Regions from separate parts of the Mus musculus genome. Here region 1 is linked to region 2. Evidence: chromatin contacts called from public HiChIP or PLAC-seq data. All regions are on one chromosome and are shown on one strand. The core of a region is the stretch at or near the end of the contact, and the rest is flanking DNA. Distances in the headings are between cores, read along the strand shown.

Region 1 (4,666 bases), core at 648-3,147, 170 kb before region 2:
GAAGAGAGGCCCCAGGGTCTTGCAAACTTTATATGCCCCAGTACAGGGGAACACCAGGGGTTTTCCCTTTTCAAGTCAGCTTGTAAAATGATTCCATTTCTGATTTGTGAGTTGCAAGGATTATAGGTGACCACCACATCTGAATTTTTTGTGGGTTCTGGGGATTTCAATGCTGGGCCCCTCACTTGTTTGGCAAGTGCTTTATCCACTGAGCTATCTTCGCAGCATCAGTGTCTCCGACAGACTCATGAGGATAGCCTGAAACACTATAGTCAAGGATGACTTTGAATTAGATCATTACTGCCACCCCACCCCCACCCCCAGTGCTGGGATTGCACGCATGTGCCACAATGAGTGTCTTTTATTTGGTACTGGGAATTGAACCAGGGCTTCATGCATGCTAGGCAAGTCCATGCTCTACACCCCAGGATAGACTTTACATTTGTAACCTCTCTTTTTATCCTGTAGCACCAAAGAGGATAATTGCTATCACTTGTGGTACAGCCAGGCTTGGTCCCCAAAGGGAAGCAGAGTCTGACCAGAGAAGCTGATCCTGGAAGTCAGTGAAAGCCGGTGGCCACAGGGGGGCACAGTTGGTTCTTGTTTGACCGAATAGCCTTTCAAAACAGCCTCTGCTTTGACAAAGGCCTTTCCCTGTGGTCCCAGGCTTGGAGACCAGCCAGGTTGTGGGTTGGATTTGTGTGGAGGCAGGGGAGTTTCTTCAGGGGACTGTTTCAGTGCGGATGTCCCTTGGATGAGCTCAATCCGAGGCCCAAATCTTTAAGTGAGCTTTGGAGGCCAGTCTGTTGAGATTTAAAATCTGTTCTTTGTGGCCCTGGAGGTTCTGGGAGTTTGTCCTGGGAGTTTGTTAAAAATAAAATTGTTTAGGACCTTATCCTAGACCTACCGACCCTAGCAGTGGGTGTGGGCCTCCGAGAATAGTTTAATAAGTCCTATGGGGTTCGGATGCACTCACATGTTGTGGACCATTGCAGCCCAGGCCCGGGCTCACGTCTGTCATCTGGCCAGCTCAGGAATGCTGTAATGCTATCAGCCTAGGACTCACATCAGCTCCACCCCACTTGCTCAAACCGGGAGAAGCTGCTACAAAGACCACCTCACCTCTTTGTATTAAAGGATCTTGGAGACCGAGCCACAGGTGCTTGCTTAAGTCACAAGGTGTCCTTCTGACCCTGTGGAAGCATCCAGTCAGATCTGCCTTCCTGGGGAATCTCAGATGGGAGCCACAGGCCTGGGAGACAGCAGGTCTGGCAGCCTGGGCAGAGTGAGAACGCAGGGAACAGGGTAGAGGTGGATGTGCCCAGATTTCTAATGGTCTCGTCCTCCCCGAAATGTTTGGGAGCCTCGAGGAGCCTGTCCCGATGCCAGCTATCTGTTCATTGGTGCAGGAAGTCCATTCAGCCTGCATTACTTTTAATGCATTTTGCAAGCAAGTGGCCTCTTCCTGTGACTCACTCCGCCTTTTGTGCACCGGAGGTTGTGGTTGGAAGTTTCACTTCGGAAAGTAACCACCAGTGCCTCCGATTTCTCCCGAGGCTGGAACCCCAACAAGTCACATGCATTTTGTAACAAAGAAGTGTAAATGGAGGTGCAGCCAGTCACGTTTCTGCTCTGTAAAAACATCCTTTTCTGAGATGGTCTGCAGAGCCAAGCTGAGAAGAAATGGGTTATATTTTCATTTCAGGACTTTGTGCTTTCTTTCCAGAATGTTCTTTGTCATCTTGATCCATTTTTCAGGATTATCTAAAAACAAAAAACAAACAAAAAAACAACAAAAAAAACCCCCCAAATCAAACCAACCCCCCAGCATTAGCTGATTGGGTGATCCATCCCTTAGCTGACTGAAAGTGACTCAGATCTGGACTGAAGTTTGGGTTCTGTCTACCAGGCAGCATGGAAATAATGATGGTAATAGGATTGGTTGAATAACAACGTGTATTTCATCAGGCTCTTCCCCAGTGGCCAATTCACGGGCTCTCTATACATTTATTTCTTCGGATAAGCCAGCAAAGGCTAAGCGGGCAAATTCTACAGGGCAGTTTTCTCAAGTTTAAAGACTCATCTTCAAAATGTTGTGGAGCTGAACCAAGTTATCACCACCCCTGTTAGTTGTAAAGCGATTTATGTGTATGAGTATTTTGACTGCTTGTATGTAAGTACCATGAGTGTGCCTGGTGCCTGTGGATGCCAGGAGAGGGGACTGGATGCCCCTGGAACTGGAGTCACGTGTGATTTTGAGTGATCCAATGTGACTGCTGGGAATCAAGCTTAGGTCCTCTGAAGCGTGTATGTGTACACACACACACACACACACACACACACACACACACACACACACACACATATATATATGTATATGCAGCCCAAAATGTTACTGTTATTTTGAGCTGTAACATGCTATGTGACTGAGGACAGCCTTGACTTTTGGATCTTCCTGCTTGCCACCACCTCCATTACAGGCATACAGCAGTGCTGGAAATTGAACTAAGGGCCTCACTCATGGTAGCCAACTACTCTAGCCAGCCAACGTGTTTTTCTGCTTTAATTCTTTTTGTGCACAACCCTAGTCTCTTCAGCATTAGTAAAGCCCAAATGCACTTAGAACTAAGTGCAGCTAAAGCCGTAGTCAGAGTTCCAGTTAGCATTAGTACTTACTACATTCTGGAAAGCTGATGTGGGCTTGAGAAACGGTACATTTGGATTTAGAAGAGATGCCTTTGATGTTTCACTTCTCACCTTGATTCTTTCAACTTCTGTGCAGGGAGGACAGTCATCGTCATTAAACACTGACCTTTTAAGAGTGAGGATGAGCAGTTATTCCATGTTTATGTGAGTGTCTTGCTGTTGGTGAAGTTATGATTTATTTTCTGTCTGGTGCTGGGGAAGGAACCCAGGGCCTTGTGCATATGAGACGAGTGCCTCAAATCCTGACCTTCCTGTTGAACTAGCTTCTATCTGAGGTTGACATGGGACTTTTAAATATCTCCTTTGACCGCCCAAGATGGGTAATTCCTCCTCTCTCTGATACCTTGAAGATGAGAGAGGGGCTTCCTGCTTACTCTAAAGTTAACCTGAATGGTCGACTTGACACAGCCCAGAGTCATCTGAGAGGAGAGCTCCAGCTGAGAAATTGCCCAGAACAGATTGGCTTGTGAGCATGACTGTGGGGGATTGTCCTGATTATTCACCGATGCAGAAGGACCCAGTTCTTTGTGGGTAGCTCTATCCCTGGGCCTGGGTTGTAGACCAAGTTGGCCTTGAACTCCCAGAGATCTGCCTGTTTCTGCCTCCTGAGTGTTGGGATTAAAGGTGTGTACCACCATGCCTGGATGAGGCCCTTTCTTTCATTAAATAAACAAACAAACAAGCAAGCAAGCAAGCAAGCAAACAAACAAACAAACAAACAAACCAAAGGAAATCTAGCTGAGTATGAGTCCAAGTGAGCCAGAGAGCTAGCCAGGAAGCATCGATCCTGGTGTCTGCTTCAAGTTCTTGCTAGACATTCCTTCCTGACTTCCCTCAATGATGGACTGCGACCTGTGACCTTGAAGTGCAAGCCAATAAATACTTTCCTCCCCTAAGGTGGTTGTGGGTTTTTGTTTGTTTGTTTGTTTTTTGCTTTTGTTTTTGTTTTGTTTTGTTTTGTTTTGTTTTGTCAGAGTGTTTGTTCACAGCAACAGGAAGGGAGCCCTGACATAGTCTGTAATGGTACTGGTACAAGTAGGTCCTATGGACCAAGGCTGAGTGCTCCCACCAAGGAGAGCTCCTCTTTCCAAGAGAGATGAGAACTCACAGACAGGCATGGCTGCTGGTGCCTGCTGTAAGGTAGAATGTCTAACTGGTTAAAGGAGCTGACTGGGGGCTGGGGATGGATAGTCATTAGCGCAGCTCTTGCCTAGCATGTATAAGGCCCTGAGATTTCCACATCGCCAGAAAGAACAAAGAGGATGTGTGGGCCATCCCATCTCTGGGAGCCACAGATGCTTCTAAGCTTTTTCATGCTTTTACTTGATCTGAGAGCCATCTAAGTGGGTATCAGGGAAGAACTTTGCAGGCATTTGGTGGATCCCAGAATGGATGGCAGTTTTTTCTAGGAATTGAGGAACTTAACCTGCTTCCCCCTCTTTCCCATGGATACCTGTGGCAGGAATTGTGGGGTAGGATAGCCAAGCAACCTCAACATCCTTCAGGTCTATGCTCATTCTTATGTTTGTTTGTTGTTTGGTCAACTTGGCATAAGCTACAGTCGTTTTGGAAGAGAAGATGCTTCAACCAGATTGGCCAGTGAGCAAACCTATGGTGTATTTTCTTGATGATGTTTGGACATGGTTGGTGCCACTTTTGGGCTGGTGGTCCTGGGTGCTATAACAAGGTAGGCTAAGGAAGCATGGGGGAGCAAGCCAGTAAGCAGCACCTCTCCACGGTCTCTGCACCAGCTCCTGCCTCCAGGTTCCTGCCTTGAGTTCCTGCGCTGACTTCCTTCAGTGATGGCTTATGCTGTGGAACTGTAGCTGAAAGAAACCCTTTCCTTGCCAGGTTGCTCTGGGCCATGGTGTTTTATTACAGCAAGAGGAACTCTAACTAAGACAGGTCTATTATGATTCATTGAAGTCTCTGGAGAAGAAATTGCTCTTGAGATGGGTGG
Region 2 (4,997 bases), core at 1,346-3,845:
CTTTATACATTAACACTGCATTTTCCTTGTCTCTCCATTTTCCCTAAAACCCTTTTCTTGGCCCTCTTTCAAATTCATGACCCCTTCTTCTTTAATTATTATTGTTTTACACACACACACACACACACACACACACACACACACACACACACACACAGAGTATGCCTGTCTGTGTATATCAATGTATATACAACCTACTAAGTCCATTCAGCACTGCTCATATGTACATATATCCAAGGTTAACTCTTTGGGACTAGACAACTTATGTGGGAGCTGAAGGTACCTGAGACTCTTATATATGAATATAAGAATTTTTTGAAAAAGAAATTGAAAAACTTTTGAAAATTCTTTCATATTTGATGGTAAGTTAAAAATGTTAACAGGATATTTCTGAAATAATGATTGTCTTTAAAAACTCCTTCCACAGGATCTAGGTATATGGGTTCCCGTTAGTGTCATTGGTCACATTAGAACCAAGGCTCAAACTGACAGTGAAGTGCCTCTTAGGCTAGGGTGAGGGGAAATTTGTGAGTGTCTACAGAGTTCCTTTCCTCTAAGTGAGCTGCATATACTGCTCAACTTTGAAAAATGCTGGTGCAGAAGCAATGTAAAATCAAGCATCTTTCTGTAGCTGCTACACTGCTCCCAAACTTGGATGATGTTTGTATTTCAGTGGCAGAAAGGTTTCCTCCCAAAGGTATCTGCTGTGATTTGATTATGGAATGTCCTCCACAGGCTTATGTGTTTGAACGTTTGGTCTCCAACAGGTGGTGCTGTTTGGTAACATTATAAAACTTCTAGAAGTTGAGAGTTTTTCTGTAAGAAGTATATCAATGTGTCACTGGTTATATTCCTCCTCCTTCCTTCCTCCTCCTCCTTCCCCCTCTTTTTCCTATATTCAATATGCTTCCTGATTGCCAGGGTAGCCTCATGCTCCAGCTACCATGCCTTTCCAATCATGTGTGACTGTATCCTCGCTGGAGCTGCAATCTGAAATAAACCCCTATGCTGCCTAAGTCAGGATATTTTTTTTTTCACAGCAACAAAAAAGTAAAGAATATAGAGTCCATACTCTCATGCCTGGAGCCTGGTTGTTGCATTCCTGTTCTTAGTGAAGGGGAGATAATGAGTATTTTGGGATTGGTGGGTGGCTATGCTTAGAGTGGCTTGAACAGCCTCCCTTGGGAGGTAAGGTGTGAGACTGCGTATATTCCAGCTGGAAGGGATGGAAAAGACTCAGAGGGTTTTGTTTGCTGTTACCACACCTGCAGACAACAATTTAGGAGCAGCCTTCCCAGAAGCTCTGTGATGGTTTGTATATGCTCTGCCCAGGGAATGGCAGGATTAGAAGTTTTGGCCCTGTTGGAATAGGTGTGTCACTGTGGACTATAAGACTTTCATTCTAGTTGCCTGGAAGTCAATATTCTGCTAGTAGCCTCTAGATGAAGATGTAAAACTCTCAACTCCTCCTGTACCACACCTGCCTGGATGTTACCATGCTCCTTCCTTGATGATAATTGACTAAACTTCTAAACCTGTATGCCAGCCCCAATTGAATGTACTTTTTTTTTTTTTTGGTTTTTCAATACAGTGTTTCTCTGTGTAGCCCTGGCTATCCTGGAACTCACTCTGTAGACCAGGTTGGCCTCGAACTCAGAAATCCGTCTGCCTCTGTCTCCTAAGTGCTGGGATTAAAGGCCTGCGCCACCACTGCCCGGCTTAAATGTACTTTTTAAGAGTTGCTTTGGTCGTGGTGTCTGTTCACAGCAGTAAAAACCTAACTAACACAAGCTCCAATCAGCCTTTCAGATGGTTGCATATGTGTGAAGTCACAAGAGTCATAGCCAAACCCTTAAAGCAAAAGATATAGAGGTAGTAATACCCAGTTCTTGAATAACAAATCTCAACTACAGGAATTTTCAGTTCAAGGGATGGAGCTTGTGGCAGAAGCCCACTCTATTGATTCCAGAGTTCTTGGCTTCCTCCATATCATCCTAACATCAGAGGATGATGAGCCCTAGGCTGGATGTATACTACAGCTCTTTACTTTTATCCCCCTATCAAAATGCTGCCTTTGTACTATGTAGAAAGGGCCCTGAAATGCTGCATTTATTTTGAATTGGAATCATATCTATGAGGAAAAAATTTAGCTTTGGTAGTGGGGGTTCTCTGCCCCTTTTCTGGCACTGTGGCTGGATGTTGAAGACAGTCCCTGCTGGTGTTTCTTTCTGATCTTGCAAGAAGGGTCCTTCTAGGAGATGATATCATGGCTGGACAAAGGAATGGGGTTTTGGAAACCAGAGTAATAGTTCCCAGCAATCCAGGACATCTGAGGGGTCCAGCCCAGGGACCAGCATCTCATGGGAAATGGTGTCAAATGGCCTGAGTATTGTGTCTTAGAAACATCCCAAATCTTACAACATCAAGAAGAGAGGGTTGAACTGTGTTGTAAGCCACTTTGTTCTAAAACTTTCCCTCTTTGTATTTTCCTAACTTCTGTGAAAATAAAATAACTTTGACATGACAGTCAGTTGTGAAAATATAAGTCAATGAAATGGAATTTGTAAACGTTGAGTGAAGCAAATGTTTGGATTATCTTGTTTCAATTAAGATGCCATGCCTTAGCCTTCCAAGAAGGGGCCTTTGTTCTCCTCTGTGTTTGAATATATTATGCCCTCAGATTAGTTTTTAAAGAGGCAGAAAGTGGAAGGGATAGAGGAAGGGAGAAAACAAAGGCAGTGTGCACAAGAAGATCAATTCAGGGCAGTCAGTACAGGTTTGGAGTCAGAGGGGCAGGGATTTAAACTATGGTGCTGAATGTGCTAGCTGAGTGCTGTTGGTGCTTTCTTTCTTCCTTTGTTCCTTTCTCCTTTCTTTTCTTTTCTTTTCTTTTCTTTTCTTTTCTTTTCTTTTCTTTTCTTTTCTTTTCTTTTCTTTTCTTTTCCTTTCCTTTCCTTTCCTTTCCTTTCCTTTCCTTTCCTTTCCTTTCCTTTCCTTTCCTTTCCTTTCCTTTCCTTTCCTTTCCTTTCCCTTCCTTTCCTTCCTTCCTCCCTCCCTCCCTCCTTTCTCTCTCTCTCTCTCTCTCTCTCTCTCTCTCTCTCTCTCTCTCTCTCTTTCATTCAACTTCTTTGAAACTGTTTCCTTCTCACGTGAATTGATATATCCAGGCTTGTTATTTGGGGAGGGAGGGTTAAAGACCATAATGTAGATTTTGCCTGTTGCAGAAAGTTCCTCAGTAAATATTTACTAAATAAATTAAAGAATACTCTTTTCCCCCTACTCATTTATGTATTTATTCACTTTATATCCCAGTTTTGGCCTCCCTCCCCTTCCAGTCCCATGCTCACAAATTTCCTTCCCAATTACTCCCTTTCCCTTCTCAGAAAAAGGGAAGCCCCCTTGGGTATCCACCTGCTCTGGTATATCAAGTTGCAGCAGGACTATGTGCATCCTCTCCCACTAGTCAGTCCAGCTAGGGGAAGGGAATCTAATGGCAGGGAACAGAGTCAGAGACAATCCCTGCTCTAATTGCTAGGGAATCCATTATGAAGACCAAGATGCACATCTGCTACAAATGTGAGGGTGGTGGCTAGGTCCAGCCACATATGCTCTTTGCTTGGTGATTCAGTTTCTGTGAAGCCCCATAGGCCCAGGTTATTTGACTTTGTAGGTCTTCCTGTGGTGTCCTTGACTCCTCTGGCTCACTCAATCCTATCTCCCATTCCTCCACACTCCCTGAGCTCCACCTGATAGAGTCTCTGCATCTGTTTGCATCCACAGCTGGATGAAGCCTCTGGGGAGACAGTTATGCTAGACTCCTATCTGTAAGCATAGCAAAGTATCATTAATATTATCAGGGGTTAACTCTCTTCCATGGGATGGATCTCAAGTTGGGCCAGTCACTGGTTGGCTGTTCCCTCAATCTCTGCTCCATTTTTATCCTTACGCATCTTGCAGGCCGGGCACATTTTGAGTTGAAGGTTTTGTGGGTGGGTTGATGTTCACCTCCTTCAACTGAAAGTCCCACCTGGTTATAGGAGGTGGCCACGTTAGTCTCCATAGTCCCCCGAGTGTAGGTGTCTCAGCTATGGTCACAACCCATAGACTCCCAGGAGTCTTCCCTGTCCCAGGTCTCCAAAAAGGATATTCTTAAAAGTAGCAGTATTTCTCACTTGTGTGTGGACTATTTCCCAGTGTTCAGTGTCTCTGGGAAGTGTCAGTCCACTGTGGTCTCCCAAACTGATTTTAAAGGTGATAGACTTGAGGGCCCTTAACTATGCTGACCTTTATCACAGTCAAGAGTGATTCGTCCCATATTTTTTTCTCCTCCTTTTCTTCATTCACTTGAAAATATGTACTAAAATTCTGCTACATTTCAGGAATTGTGGTTGGAGTAGTGGTAATAAAGTAAAGAAAGTTGATCTTGGCCCCTGAGAAGGTGGCAGTCTCGGGCACCAAGGACAACACCTACTCAGTCTGGGTAGGGCAGCTGAGAGAGGTATCCAATGAGTGTGTCTAGGAGATACGGATTTTATTGACCCTGGTGTGGAAAATAAGCTCAGAATCATTATACACCACTTGAGGAAAAAGGAGGGTGAGTCCACTGTGGCTTCCACCAGATTTCACAGCTGATGGCTCTGATCCCTCTGTAAATATACACAGAGGTCAGAATTAGCATCACAGGCTACTTGAACTGGTCTCATTGTTAGTGAGCTCTAGTTTTGTGTGCGGAAGCTCCCTCAGGGATCCTTCCGGGCCTCCTGAGGAGGCCAGGAGGTGGTGATAGGCAGGACAGGTCTTTGCCTCAGTGTTTTATATCTGTGTTTTTATTACTTCAGTGTAGAGCTCTGGCTTCCAGAGAGATACAATATCTTACCAGGCAGCGATTAGATAGGAAACTGGGCATCATCTATAAGCTACATCCATTGGCAGATTTGATCCCAGCTCTCATGGCTATAGGCATTTCCTGTCTACACAGGAAAGAGCTTTTATCAGGA

The links. HiChIP or PLAC-seq counts read pairs in DNA pulled down with a chosen protein or histone mark.
Region 1: an H3K27ac HiChIP or PLAC-seq map of the NIH/3T3 cell line shows a contact between it and region 2, with 5 times the contacts expected there. The contact joins two enhancer-like sites. A contact is called at or near these places in 4 of 15 datasets of contacts at CTCF or cohesin (embryonic stem cells, large pre-B cells, pro-B cells and 1 more), 11 of 484 Hi-C or Micro-C datasets (bone marrow-derived macrophages, embryonic fibroblasts, embryonic stem cells and 1 more), 9 of 115 datasets of contacts at active chromatin or transcription factors (the 230-238 cell line, the NIH/3T3 cell line, bone marrow-derived macrophages and 5 more) and 1 of 9 other capture datasets (embryonic stem cells).

What each region holds. Positions count from the first base shown.
Region 1 is chr12:16,529,407-16,534,072 of GRCm38.p6, reverse strand. No RefSeq gene overlaps it. Among named protein-coding and RNA genes, the nearest start is that of Lpin1, 58 kb to the left of the region's middle. Within about 2 kb of position 1,897, at least 209 of the 459 cell types and tissues checked have an H3K27ac peak or open chromatin away from gene starts, as enhancers often do. A contact at or near this core is called in the NIH/3T3 cell line and embryonic fibroblasts, where this site is marked.
Region 2 is chr12:16,356,604-16,361,600 of GRCm38.p6, reverse strand. No RefSeq gene overlaps it. Among named protein-coding and RNA genes, the nearest start is that of Gm36372, 130 kb to the right of the region's middle. Within about 2 kb of position 2,595, at least 21 of the 459 cell types and tissues checked have an H3K27ac peak or open chromatin away from gene starts, as enhancers often do. A contact at or near this core is called in the NIH/3T3 cell line and embryonic fibroblasts, where this site is marked.